Linked DNA regions of Mus musculus: regions 1 and 2 are each linked to region 3. A link is a contact called in public Hi-C and HiChIP or PLAC-seq data. All regions are on one chromosome and are shown on one strand. The core of a region is the stretch at or near the end of the contact, and the rest is flanking DNA. Distances in the headings are between cores, read along the strand shown.

Region 1 (3,998 bases), core at 168-2,667, 300 kb after region 3:
TCATTGGCTATATTGGGTCATTTGCCACCCATCACCAACCTCCGCTGATGCCCCCCTGGAGAGTCCTGGGCCTTGCCCACAGTTTCCAGCCACTGTCTCTCTTCACTAACAGCCTGGGAGGGAGGCCAGAGGCAGTGACTAGACCTGGGTTTGGAGGACAGGCAGGGCCCACCTAGGGAAGTCCAGGGGCCAAGAATAGCCTCATCTCCCCACCCGCAGCAGCGGCCCCTTGGTAGGCCCTGGGCTGATCAGAGCTCACTCGCCCTGGGAGCTGAGACCTTCCTGCTTCCCGCAGGCCTGGTCCCGAGACACCACCCAGCCCCAGAAGCTGAGAAGCCATCCCTGAGAGGGGGGAAAAGGGCCCCTAATGCATCTTCTCCGACTCAGCGGGCAGCGAGGACTCACCCTGCAGCCGAACAGCCCCAGCTCCCTCCCGTCCTCCCCATTCCCGCTCGCCAAGGGGGTAAGAAAAGATGCCCTTCCGCTTCTCCCCATTGGCTCCAGCCGCTGCTCCTCTGGGCCGTGGGGTGAGGTCAGGGCGGGCAGGAGCGGGTGGGCAGCTCGGCAGGGCAGGGCAGGGCAGGGTGCCCGGTGAGTCCCAGGACAGATGCATTTCTGGCCCCGAGCGTAACATGCCCTCGGAACCGCACTTGCCCCCTAGGCCTGCGTGTGCTGGTGCCCTTCCCCCACCCCGCCCGTGTCTGTGCTTTGTACTCTTGTGCTGGGTTCTGCAACTTGACCCGCTTGTGTCCTATCGTCTCAGTGCATTTGGTTGTTGGGAGAAATAAAAACCATCTCGATTTTTTTCCTGATTGGATGATTCGGATGTATTTTCTTTTCTGTGCTCTTTTGTTATTTCCTCCTGGACCCTGTTCCTTTCTTTTCCTCCCCCTTCCCACACCTTTTCCCCACTTGTGAGTGGGCCTGGCTGGGTGGGCTTAAGCTTTTGAGTTGATATCTCTTCCCTCCCCTAACCCCCTCCTCTCCCTCACTCCTTTTTTATTTATTTATTTTTTGAGTTCCCCTCTGCTCCATTGCATTAACGGTGCTTTCTCTCCTCTCCCTCCTCATTTGGGGTGTGGCTTGCTTTTTTCCTATTGGTTGGCTTCATGTAGGGGCCTCTGTGAGTGTTGAATACTCTAAGCTCCTCAGGGTGGGTGGAAGGTCACCTTTCTTCCTCATCTCCTCAGAATAACTTCATCAACCTGAGCTTTCTCCGCCTCTTCCGTGCTGCCAGACTCATCAAACTCCTCCGCCAGGGTTACACCATCCGCATTCTCCTCTGGACTTTCGTGCAGTCCTTCAAGGTGAGACACAGCCGCCGCTACTGCTGCCGGCCCGTCCCGGGCCAGAACAGACCTCCTAGCTCCGGGTAAAATGGGGAAACCACACTGAAAGTGCTTCTGTAATCGTCTGATGTCTACACCCAGCGTCTACAGAGCTCTGAAGGCCCTGTCCCGAAGCCCTGTAGCCTGGGGCACGTGATCACCTGACCCAGTTCAGAAGGCTCTGGGCAAGTCGCGTGGCGCCCTTTCTCACTGCCTTCCTTCCCTCCAGGCCCTACCTTATGTCTGTCTGCTGATCGCCATGCTCTTCTTCATCTACGCCATCATCGGGATGCAGGTGACCCCGCACCCGTGGGTACCAGGGCTGCGGGAGGGATCCTGCGTCAAAGGGAGCCAGGGTGGCTGTGACTGCCCTCATGGTCACCCTCCAACTCCGCAGGTGTTTGGCAACATCGGCATTGACGGGGAAGACGAGGACAGCGACGAGGATGAATTCCAAATCACGGAGCACAATAACTTCCGGACCTTCTTCCAAGCGCTCATGCTTCTCTTCCGGTGAGGGGCGTGGGGGAATTGTCCTTCCGTTTAGGTTGGGTTCAGACCTGTCTTCATTCTGTGTGTTCATTACTCTTCTGCCTGAGAATATGATCCCTCTGACTCTCCAGTTGGGGTGAAGTTAAGTACTGCCCAAATCTCCGTCCCTTCTTCCCAGCAGTGCTTTCTTTAGGACAAGGATCTGGGACAGAGTACAAGCTTAGAAGGAATGTCACTGGTGTTACCTAGTTGAATCCTCCTGATCAGCTTTTGAGATGGGAGTCCTTCTGAGACCATCTTACATATGCTAGAAACAAAGAATAATCCCTGACCCGCAAAGGACACACTAACAAAACAAGACAGTTCTTTTCATAAAAAGCACGCAATAAGACTCAAATGATTTAGCCAAGGTAGCTTCTCTCTTTTATCCCTGACATAGATATTGACTGTATTTCATACCATTGGTGGCAGCCACTTCAAAAGCTGATGTGATTAGCCAGTTGGTGCAAGGGGACAAGGAAAAATCAGAAAACATAAGCTCTTGCTGGGCTAACTACTTTTAATAGAAGGGGGGAAAGTGTGTCTTATAATCCCCACTCTGTTATACTCCCTCCCCAGCTTTGCCAGCATTAATTGACCATTTGAAGTTTCTAATAGCAGTAAGCCATTGTTATAATAAGTTATGGATTAAGCATGGTCCAAGGTAAGCCCACCTTTCTAGAGAAAGTCCCTTAACCATTTGATTGACCTGGCCCAAGTGCAATGTGAGATTTTCACCCTAGATAGAAAGAGGAAGGTTGCCGGGCAGTGGTGGTGCATGCCTTTAATCCCAGCACTTGGGAGGCAGAGGCAGGAGGATTTCTGAGTTCCAGGTCAGCCAGGGTTACACAGAGAAACCCTGCCTCAAAAAAACAAAAGGAGGGGGGGGAGGAAGAGGAAGAAGAAGAAGAAGAGGGAGAGGGAGAAGAAGAAGAAGAAGAAGAAGAAGAAGAAGAAGAAGAAGAAGAAGAAGAAGAAGAAGGAGGAGGAGGAGGAGGAGGAGGAGGAGGAGGAGGAGGAGGAGGAGGAGGAGGAGGAAGAGGAGGAGGAGGAGGAGGAGGAAAAGATGATGATGATGATGGTGGTTGGTGGTGGTGGTGGTGGTGGTGCTGCTGCTGCTGCTGGAGAGATGACTCAGCAGTTAAGAGCACTGACTGTTCTTCCAAAGATCCTGAGTTCAAATCCCAGCAACCACATGGTGGCTCACAACTATCTGTAATGAGATCTGATGCTCTCTTCTGGGGTGTCTGAAGACAACTACAGTGTACTTACATATAATAAATAAATAAGCCTTTAAAAAAGAAGAGGAGGAGGAGGAGAAGAGGTCTATTCTCTTGACCAGGAGTTTTGTCTCAACAGGCATTTACTGCTTAACTCAGTTTGGGTCTCCATTGCTGTGATGAAACACCATGACCAAAAGCAAGAATGAGGAAGAAAGGGCTTCGTGTCAGAGGCCATCGTTGAAGGAAGTCAGGACAGGAACCCAAACAGGACAGGAGCTGCTGCCATCTTAGTTAGGGTCACTATTGCTGTGATGAACCACCACGACCAAAGCAGCTTGGGGAGGAAAGGGTTAACCCAGCTTACACTTACACATCACTGTTCATCACTGGAGGCAGGAGCTCATGCAGAGGCCATGGAGAGGTGTTGCTCACTGGCTTGCTCTCTGGCTTGTCCATTCTGCTTTTGACCCATGGACCGCCAGTCAAGGGATATAACACCATCCACAATGGACTGGGCCCTCCTCCATCAATCACTAATTAAGAAAATGGCCTACAGATAGCTATTATGAAGGCATTTTTTCTTTTTTTATATAAATATATTTGTTTTCTTTCTTTTCTCCTCCCTCCTCTCTTCCCAGCTCCTCCCCACCACCTCCCCTCCGCACATCCACTCCTTCAGTAAAGAGCAAGCCTCTCGAGAATATCAACTAAATATGGGATATCAAGTTGCAGTAACACTAGGCACTTCCCCTCATATCAAGGCTAGACAAGGCAACCTAGTATGAGGAAAAGGGTCCCAAAAGTAGGCAAAGAGTCAGAGACTCTTTGCTGCTCCCACTGTTAGGAGTCCCATAGGAAGACCAAGCTACACAACTGTATCATACATGCAGAGGGCCTAGTCAGTCCCATGCAGGCT
Region 2 (3,832 bases), core at 712-3,211, 390 kb after region 3:
AGGCCTTTTCCCTCGGGCGGCGCAGCCCTCCGCCCTCCCACCCCCCGCCAGCCCGAGGCCTCCCCTCCCCCCTCCAGCCTCGCCTGCCGGCTCCACGCGATTACCCCCTCCGGCCCTGAGACTTCAAGGATCCCGCGACCCGCGCCTCCCCCGAGCGGCCTTCAAGCCCTGCGGGCCGGGCCCGCGGGCTGGACGCTGTAGGCCGCCAGCTGAGATTCGGCCATCTCACTCTTGCCCTCCCGCCGCTGTCAGCGCCGCGGGCTCGGCTTCTGGTTCGCAGCAGGGCGCCCGGAGGCCTCGCCTCTCGGCCCTCCGCCGGAACCTCTGATGTCCTCGGGCCGCCCCGGGCGGGAGGAGGCCGGAATTGGGCCTGGGGCGGGCCATCTCACCTGCGCTGTGGCCGCGCTCCGGGGCCTCCCGGCGGGCTCCGCAGCGGCAGCTGGGGCCGGGCCTGGGCCCGGGGCGCGCCTCCCTGCGCCTCGGCCTCGGCCTCCGCCTCTGCGGCCTCCGCGGCCTCCGCCTCAGCAGCAGTGGTAGCCGCGGCGGCCATTCATTGTGGGCCAGGCCGCCCCAGCCGAGCGCCGAGGAAGCGCACGGCGCTGCCGGCAGGGAGGAAAACTGCCTCGGCCCCGCCCCTTAGGCAAGCTTAGCCGCGCTTCGAGCGCTTCGGTTCTCACCAGCTCCTCTTTCCTCCCGGGTCTCGGTTCTGTAGACGGGCTAAGTTGAGTGACTGCGGGACAGGTTGCTCTGTATCTTGGAGCTTCAGTTTCTTGTAAAATGAGAACAACTGTTGTTCCAGGAACAGTTTAGGCTCTTTGTGGAAATGAGGTTTCATGGAGCTGAGCTGAGTAAACTATCAAGATCACAGGAAAGTGAATACGAAGATTTAAACTTAGGTTCAAGAGGTTAATAAAGTGAAAACTCAGGATGCTTATGCGATGTGAAGTTCTGTTAGCATTTTGCACTAACTCAGATAATTATACGTCTTATAACTAATGTTAGAGAGGCCTGACTACTTTTTGGATGGGTAGCAGAGTCAAGAACAGAAGAGTGCGGACTGGATTAAGAGTGTCTACTGGCCGGGCAATGGTGGCACACACCTTTAATCCCAGCACTTGGAAGGCAGAGGCAGGATTTCTGAGTTCGAGGCCAGCCTGGTCTACAGAGTGAGTTCCAGGACAGCCAGGGCTACACAGAGAAACCCTGTCTCAAAAAAATTAAGAGTGTGTACTGCTCTTGTTGAATAGAGTTCAGTTCCCAGCAGTCATGTCAGATGGCTACAGTTCTAGAAACTATCACCTTTTTGCTCTTTGAGGACTTACACACAACTGCACACATACACAAAAATAACAAAAAAATAAAATTTTGAAACAAAATAAGTACCGTTGGGCCTGGTAGAAATGCCTGAAATCTCACCATATGAGAGACTGAGGCAGGAAACTCTAATCTGCCCTGGGCTATATAACTCCAGGACAACCTGGATTAAGAGTGCCCTCTACCCCCAATTAACAGATAACATATAGCAAGGCAAGCTAAGATAACTCTCACATCCCGGATCTCCATATTTTCCTGATGCATACATTAGGCCAACACTCAGTCTGAGTGGCTCCTTTGCACACTTCCCAGGCATTCGGTTATTTAATCTTTGCCCTTGACAGCTAAGATTCCTATTTAACAGGTAAGGGAAATAGGAGCCTTACATTTTAATTAACTTGCCCAGAGTACGTGGTGGGACTGAGATTCAAAGACAGTGAATACTATTCTAGAGCCTGAGTTAACCTACAAGGTGCACACAGAAGACATCTAAAGGTGCAGAGTGCCTCCGCTTTTTGCCCTGAATTAAACTAGTGAAACTCCCTTGTAGAAGAGTTGTATTATTAAGAATCACTGGTGTAGTGTAGCCTGCGCACTTCCTTCCCTAGAAGAGTCTTGACCCTGGTCGCCCACTGTAGGTAATGTCTCTAATTGGTCAGTTATTGTCATGTGATTGGCCCGCCCTCTTTGCCAACATGGCGGCTCCCAGGCCCTAATGCGAGAAGCATGCACCGTGACTCGTTGGATCCTGTGAGCGGAAGGGAGACGCTTGTCCGGGTGGGTGGGTGGGTGGGTGGGTGTGTGGGTGTGGTGGGAAACCTGAGCCGAAGAGAGAAGTTTGTCCGGGTGTGTGTGTTGGGAAATCTGAGCCGCGGGCCTTAGCCTCTGTTGGGTCCAGTGCCCTCGAGAACGCAGGATGTTATGGAGGCCACCGGATTTTAGTTTCTACTTTATAGATATAGAGGCCACCCCCGCCCCAGAATGCAGCTCTCTGACCTCCCTATGCCTTTTCCCTTCTCTCGAAAACGGCAGGCGGGTTGAGGCGCCCGCGGATGTCCCTCGCGAGGACGATCCTGTGGCTAAGCCGTCCTCTCCGTCCGGCCCACAGCCTCTGTAGAGCTCAGTTCATGGAACGGAAGGCCCAGAAGCCTCCCTCTCCACCAGCGATGGAGAACGGCACCCGGTCCTGGGAAGAGCGCCCACCCGCGGACCCGGTTGCGACTGTCACTGAGGGCGCCGCCAAAATCGTCTTTCCCAGTGCTAACGAGGTTTTCTATAACCCGGTGCAGGAATTCAACCGGGACCTGACGTGAGCAAGGGTCGCGGGTTAGCTTGGCCAAGGGGAGTTGGTCAGTTAGGTAGAGGTTGTACGAGAATATCAGTCCGGGACGCGGCACTCAAAGGAAGAGAAAAGTTGGTAGAGAGGCGTCAGCATTAGTCGAAGGCCAACATCTTGAAAGATGAAGGCACATACCGGATTTTTATATTAAGTGCCAGGACTATACATTCCTTTTAGGGTCCTCCTGTGTTCAAGGTGTGTGGCTCCCCTTTTCCCTTTACAATGTGGTCGTGGACTTTGACTTCCGAGAGTTAATTCCTGTAGTTGTATTCACACAGACCTGTTACTTTTCTGCAAGTCAAATTTCACGTCAGTTTACATACATTGAATTGAAGAGGGGGGGGACTTTGCAAAAGTCACCTTACGGTTTTCTGGGTTTAACTAAAGATAGAGCAGTTAGCATTTTTAGCCTTTGAGATGGGATTTCTCTACTAGAATTTGGGGCAGTAAGGAAGGGACTTTATGGATTAGGGAGGGACAACAACCTTTTCAACTGTCAAAGGGAGGACTGAGGACCTGGGCCACAGCTAAGGAGCTGGCATACAATGTGACCACCTCCCTACCATCCCCTCCTCCAGGTGTGCTGTGATCACAGAGTTTGCTCGAATTCATCTTGGGGCCAAGGGAATCCAGAGTGAGTGGAGGTTCAGGCCTGGGGGGAAGAGTATCACTCACAAAGTTCACTTCCCACTTCATCCACACCTCATTTAGGTTCCTGAAAGCTCTAGGCTCTCTGCTCTTTCTGCCTTTCTCCTGGGGGTTCAGGGAAACACCTTCTTGCATGAATCATCAGGATTTTGACCATTTGAAAGTTACGGTGAAATTTCTTAAAAGGATCATTGATAGTCTGGTTTTTGCCTGAGTGACTGCAGTCAAGGTTCCAGGAGAGAAGGACTCAGAGAAAATAGCTGTGGACTTGTCTGATCAAGAAGAGGAAACAGCTGGAAAGAATGAAAATCTGGCCCCAGGGGACTGGCCACGGACTGCTGCAGTGGGTGAGATCTGTGAGGTACGGGCCTCAGAAAGAAGTGGCCACTTGGGAGTTTGGGTGAGAGGAAGGAGCTGAGGGGCTCTAGAAAGTGGTTGTGGGAGATCCACCACAGCCCAGAAAAAAAGGAGACCTGGACATCAGTCAGAGGGATAGCTCCCTGGGAAAGCACATGCCACAAGACCCTTGAG
Region 3 (3,929 bases), core at 13-2,512:
GGGAAAGCCCAGCCTGCTTCCCTCCTCAGGATTTGTGTTTTCATTCATAGAGGGGATCCAAATGCTTTCCCTTTCATTGAGCAGGTCTTCTGAGACCTTGCTTTACAGAACGCTGCAAGGTTGTCATATCACAGCATGGCTGGAGTGGAAACCAAGCCATATGTTCATCTCTGGAGGTTCCCTAAAAGGGCCAGCCAGGAGAAAGAGAGGAACCCTTTGCATGTCCCGGTTATCACTTCTGTCACAAGCTCAAACACTAGTGCTCCTTGTAGGACACTCCCTGGTGGAAAGTGATATGTCAGGTATACTCTCCCCTTGTTGATTTGGAATGTACAATTAGAATCTTACTATGTTGCCCAGGCTATCCTGAAACTCACCATCTTCCTGCTTCAGTCCCAGGTACTGGGACTCTGTGTGCGTAACCAGTCATGCCATGGCCACCCCCAGCCCACCCTCGCCCCCAAATGTCTTCATTCTGAGTCAGGAGCTCACTGAGCACCTCAGCCCTCCTCAGCCCTCCTCAGCCCTGCGACATAGTGTACTGCTCGCTGTCTTTTGGAACTCATAGAATGAGTGTACTGCTCGCTGTCTTTTTGGAACTCATAGAATGGGAATCATGGGGGCCAATCGTGGCGATTCACATCTACACTCATGAGACAGAGGCAGGAGGATCACAAAGTCACAAAGTTGATTCTGCCAAGGTTATCTAGTGAGCCCCGCTTTAGTTTTTTTAAATTGAAAGTGTGTGTGTGTGTGTGTGTGTGCTTGTGTGTGCGTGTGCATGTGTGTGTGGGGCATCCAGTAGAATGGAGGTCTTTCTGAGTGATGGTCTGCGGTGTGGAGGTGTGTGAGCCACAGGGAATTCAGGGAAGCATGTTACTCCCTCACTTCTGGGTTAGAGCACTCACCACAGAACAGGAACATTTTCCAGGCTGCTGGGAAGCCTAGCACCTGATCTGAGTCACTCAGAGATGAGGTGGTCAGGCTCCCTCTGCCTACAGAGTCTCACAAATGTGTCCTGTGGCTGTTCTGCCCTTGTTTGAACATCACAGATTGTGTCTTCATAGCGGAGGATAGCTGCACTGCCACTATGTGATCTTGTGTGATACTTTGTGTCAACACAGAGCCTTGGAGTCTTTATCACCTTGGCTTATGAACTAGGGTCCACCATTGACCCCAGCCAGTGGCTGGATTTACTGAGAGGTATGGTAAGCTTGCTGCAGGGGGAGGGGCTGGAAGGAGCTGCAAAGCAGCAACGGGTGGGTGGCATCTTTTGTACCTTGGAAGAGACCAATTTGGTCCGGTCCTTATGTAAATTAGTCATCCAGTTGGGATAAACTTGGTTGGTAAATTTAAATGTGAATGAGAGACTCTGCATCCAGAATTGGTCAAGAAAAGGGCGGAAATATATAGGAAAGCCTGCTGAAGGGGTCAGAAGCTGGATAAAAATCACCACACAATACAGTGTAAGCCCATGAGCTTGGGAACTAAGATCTGCAGCCCCAGAATGCATCACAGCCTGCTACCCACCAGCCTTTGCTCTTTTTGTTTCCTGGCCACTTCTCTCCCTTGGAACTTTCTGTTCAGCTTCTGAGGTTTTGTAGTCTTCCAAACAGAGCAGCCAGCTGGGAAACAAACACACAGACCCGATGTGCAGTGTCGGGGCATTGCACACTCAAACCACAATAGCTTTAAATATCTTCCAGGCCAGAGTAACGTGTAGTGGTACATGCTGTGACTGCAGCATTTGAGAAGTTGAGGCAGGAGGATTGCCATGTGTTCAAAAGCCCAGCCGGGGCTGTATAACAAAATCCTGACTCAAACACACCCCCCCCTAAATAAAAAAAGCCAAATCTCTTCTGTCAGACCTAGGATGTGGCTCAGTGGCAGGATGATTGCTAGCTTGTGTGGACAAGGCCCTACCCTCCATCCCCAACATGGAGAAAAAAGGCCAAGAGTGGTGACATAGGTCTGCAATTCTAGCTCATGGGAAGCTGAGGCAGGACCATCACAAGTTTAAGGCCAGTCTGGGCTTCGTAGCAGACCTTGTCTCAAAAGCAACAATACGGGGTGTGGTTTGAGATAGGTTTGTAGTTAAGAGCTCTTGCTGCTCTCACAGAGGACCTGAGTTAGTTCCCAGCATGTTCTCTGGGTGGCTCAAAGCCACTTGTAAGCCGCAGGGGGTCTTGTTTTAAGTTAGAGCTTCTATTGCTGTGATAAAACACTATGACCAAAAGTAACCTGCCTCACAGTCAATCATCTTAGGGCAGTCAAGGCAGGAACTCAGTCAGGAACACGGAGGTAGAAACCGAAGCAGAGCCGTGAAGGAATGCAGCTTACTGACTTCCTCACTATGGCTTGCTGAGCCTGCTTTTTATATACTGCAGCCACCCGTATCAATCATTAATTAAGAAAATGCCCCCACAGGATGGCCTATAGGCCAATCTTATGAAGATTATTTTTTTCTTGTTGTGGTGCCCTCATCTCAGATCAGTTTAGCTTGTAACAAGTTGACAAAAACAAAACAAAACAGGACAATTGATCCCCTTGTCAACCTGACACAAAAGCACATCACTACTCAACAGCAACCTTTCCTTTCTTGTTTATCCCCAAGATCTCATATTTATCAATATCTCAACATAAAATACACAGCACCTTTCTAAAAAAAGATTTATTTATTTTATTTATATGAGTACACTTGTTGTAGCCCCCGAATTATTGATGCTAACTCTCTGCAGTTAATTGCCCTGCTCCTTGGAAGCCTCACCAAAGAGACTCCAGTGTTGTGTACAGACGGTTTGACTCTTCCTTCTGTGGCAAGCGCAGCACTCTGGCAGCTGGTTTCTGTACTGCATCTCCCAGCAGCAAACCCGTGGCTTCCTCCCCTCTCTAGCCACTCTGAGGAAACCCAGCCTGGCATTAGAATGATACTGTCCATAACCCCCCCTTAATAAAACACCCCAGGGAGCCAGATGCCAGTTTGAGACAGCCTCCCCGCCTTGTGACACCAGAATCTAGCCCTCCTTCCAATAAACTGCCGAGCTCTCCAGGTGCCTGTCCTTGAGACCTTAAAGAAATAACAAACTCAGAGAAGATTAAGGCCCCATGTTTAAATCATGGAGAAAAGGTAATCAGAGGTCACAGACAGTTATGACCAGCCATAAAATTGTCCCTGATAACCCCACAGCAGACACCCATTAATCCCCCTCCCAGCTTCAGTTCCATCCCACCAAATGATTACAGCCCTCCACTCCCCTTCACCCTAAGCATTCAAGGAATTTCTAACTATACTTTATTTAAACCCAATGCTTTCCAGATTCAGCATCGCATGCCAGCATTCACCCTGTGAGTGTGGGGCAAGTGACCCAAGTCTGGACTTGAAGCAATAAAGGCTCTTTGGCAAGTTGCAGTGGACTTCGCAATTCTTGGGCTCATCTGGGTGTCCTGTGGACTCAGAGCATACACACTGTTGCTGTCTTCAGACACGACCAATAGAGGACATTGGATCCCACTACAGATGGTTGTGAGCCACCATGTGGTTACTGGAAATTGAACCTAGGACCTCTGGAAGAGCAGTCAATGCTCTTAACCCCTAAGCCATCTCTCCAGCCCACATATCATCTTTTAAAGTCCCAGTCTTTACAAATTCAACACTTTAGAGGTTCAGTCTCTTTAAAATACCCAAATCCAAAGCATCTCACAAAATTTGAACTTCTCTCTGAAATATCAAAGCTCTCTCAAAAATCCCAAAATCTCACAACTGTGGGTTCCTGTTTAACAAACAAACAAACAAACAAACAAACAAACAAACTTGACCAAGCCAGCTAAGCCAGTCAAAAGAGTCTTGAGGGAGGGAATGAGGATTGAAAAGAAAAAGACAATTAGACAACACTGGAACATGCTATAATGTTATAACATTATACATTCCT

What was found. Hi-C and Micro-C count contacts between places; a contact is called where the count stands out from the background. HiChIP or PLAC-seq counts read pairs in DNA pulled down with a chosen protein or histone mark.
Region 1: an H3K27ac HiChIP or PLAC-seq map of embryonic stem cells shows a contact between it and region 3, with 6 times the contacts expected there. The contact joins two enhancer-like sites. A contact is called at or near these places in 2 of 15 datasets of contacts at CTCF or cohesin (the NIH/3T3 cell line and large pre-B cells), 12 of 484 Hi-C or Micro-C datasets (the G1E-ER4 cell line, LSK cells, the N1E-115 cell line and 6 more), 9 of 115 datasets of contacts at active chromatin or transcription factors (craniofacial prominence, embryonic basal ganglia, embryonic stem cells and 3 more) and 1 of 9 other capture datasets (embryonic stem cells).
Region 2: a contact with region 3 is called in a Hi-C map of embryonic stem cells, with 2.8 times the contacts expected there. The contact joins the promoter of Trmt1 here to the enhancer-like site in region 3. A contact is called at or near these places in 6 of 39 promoter capture datasets (the 3T3-L1 cell line, cranial neural crest, frontonasal cranial neural crest and 2 more), 1 of 484 Hi-C or Micro-C datasets (embryonic stem cells) and 1 of 115 datasets of contacts at active chromatin or transcription factors (pancreatic cancer cells).

What each region holds. Positions count from the first base shown.
Region 1 is chr8:84,600,199-84,604,196 of GRCm38.p6, forward strand. Cacna1a (calcium channel, voltage-dependent, P/Q type, alpha 1A subunit) reads left to right here. Exons shown (of 47, transcript NM_007578.3): 32 at 1,191-1,307; 33 at 1,558-1,623; 34 at 1,726-1,841. Among named protein-coding and RNA genes, the nearest start is that of Gm32854, 13 kb to the left of the region's middle. Within about 2 kb of position 1,418, at least 72 of the 459 cell types and tissues checked have an H3K27ac peak or open chromatin away from gene starts, as enhancers often do. A contact at or near this core is called in embryonic stem cells, where this site is marked.
Region 2 is chr8:84,687,286-84,691,117 of GRCm38.p6, forward strand. It overlaps Trmt1 (tRNA methyltransferase 1), which reads left to right and starts at 1,962. Exons shown (of 17, transcript NM_001164559.1): 1 at 1,962-2,064; 2 at 2,347-2,623; 3 at 3,232-3,287; 4 at 3,526-3,662. The coding sequence starts at 2,367. It overlaps Nacc1 (nucleus accumbens associated 1, BEN and BTB (POZ) domain containing), which reads right to left and starts at 577. Exons shown (of 6, transcript NM_025788.3): 1 at 390-577.
Region 3 is chr8:84,296,254-84,300,182 of GRCm38.p6, forward strand. No RefSeq gene overlaps it. Among named protein-coding and RNA genes, the nearest start is that of Ccdc130, 28 kb to the left of the region's middle. Within about 2 kb of position 1,263, at least 5 of the 459 cell types and tissues checked have an H3K27ac peak or open chromatin away from gene starts, as enhancers often do. A contact at or near this core is called in embryonic stem cells, where this site is marked.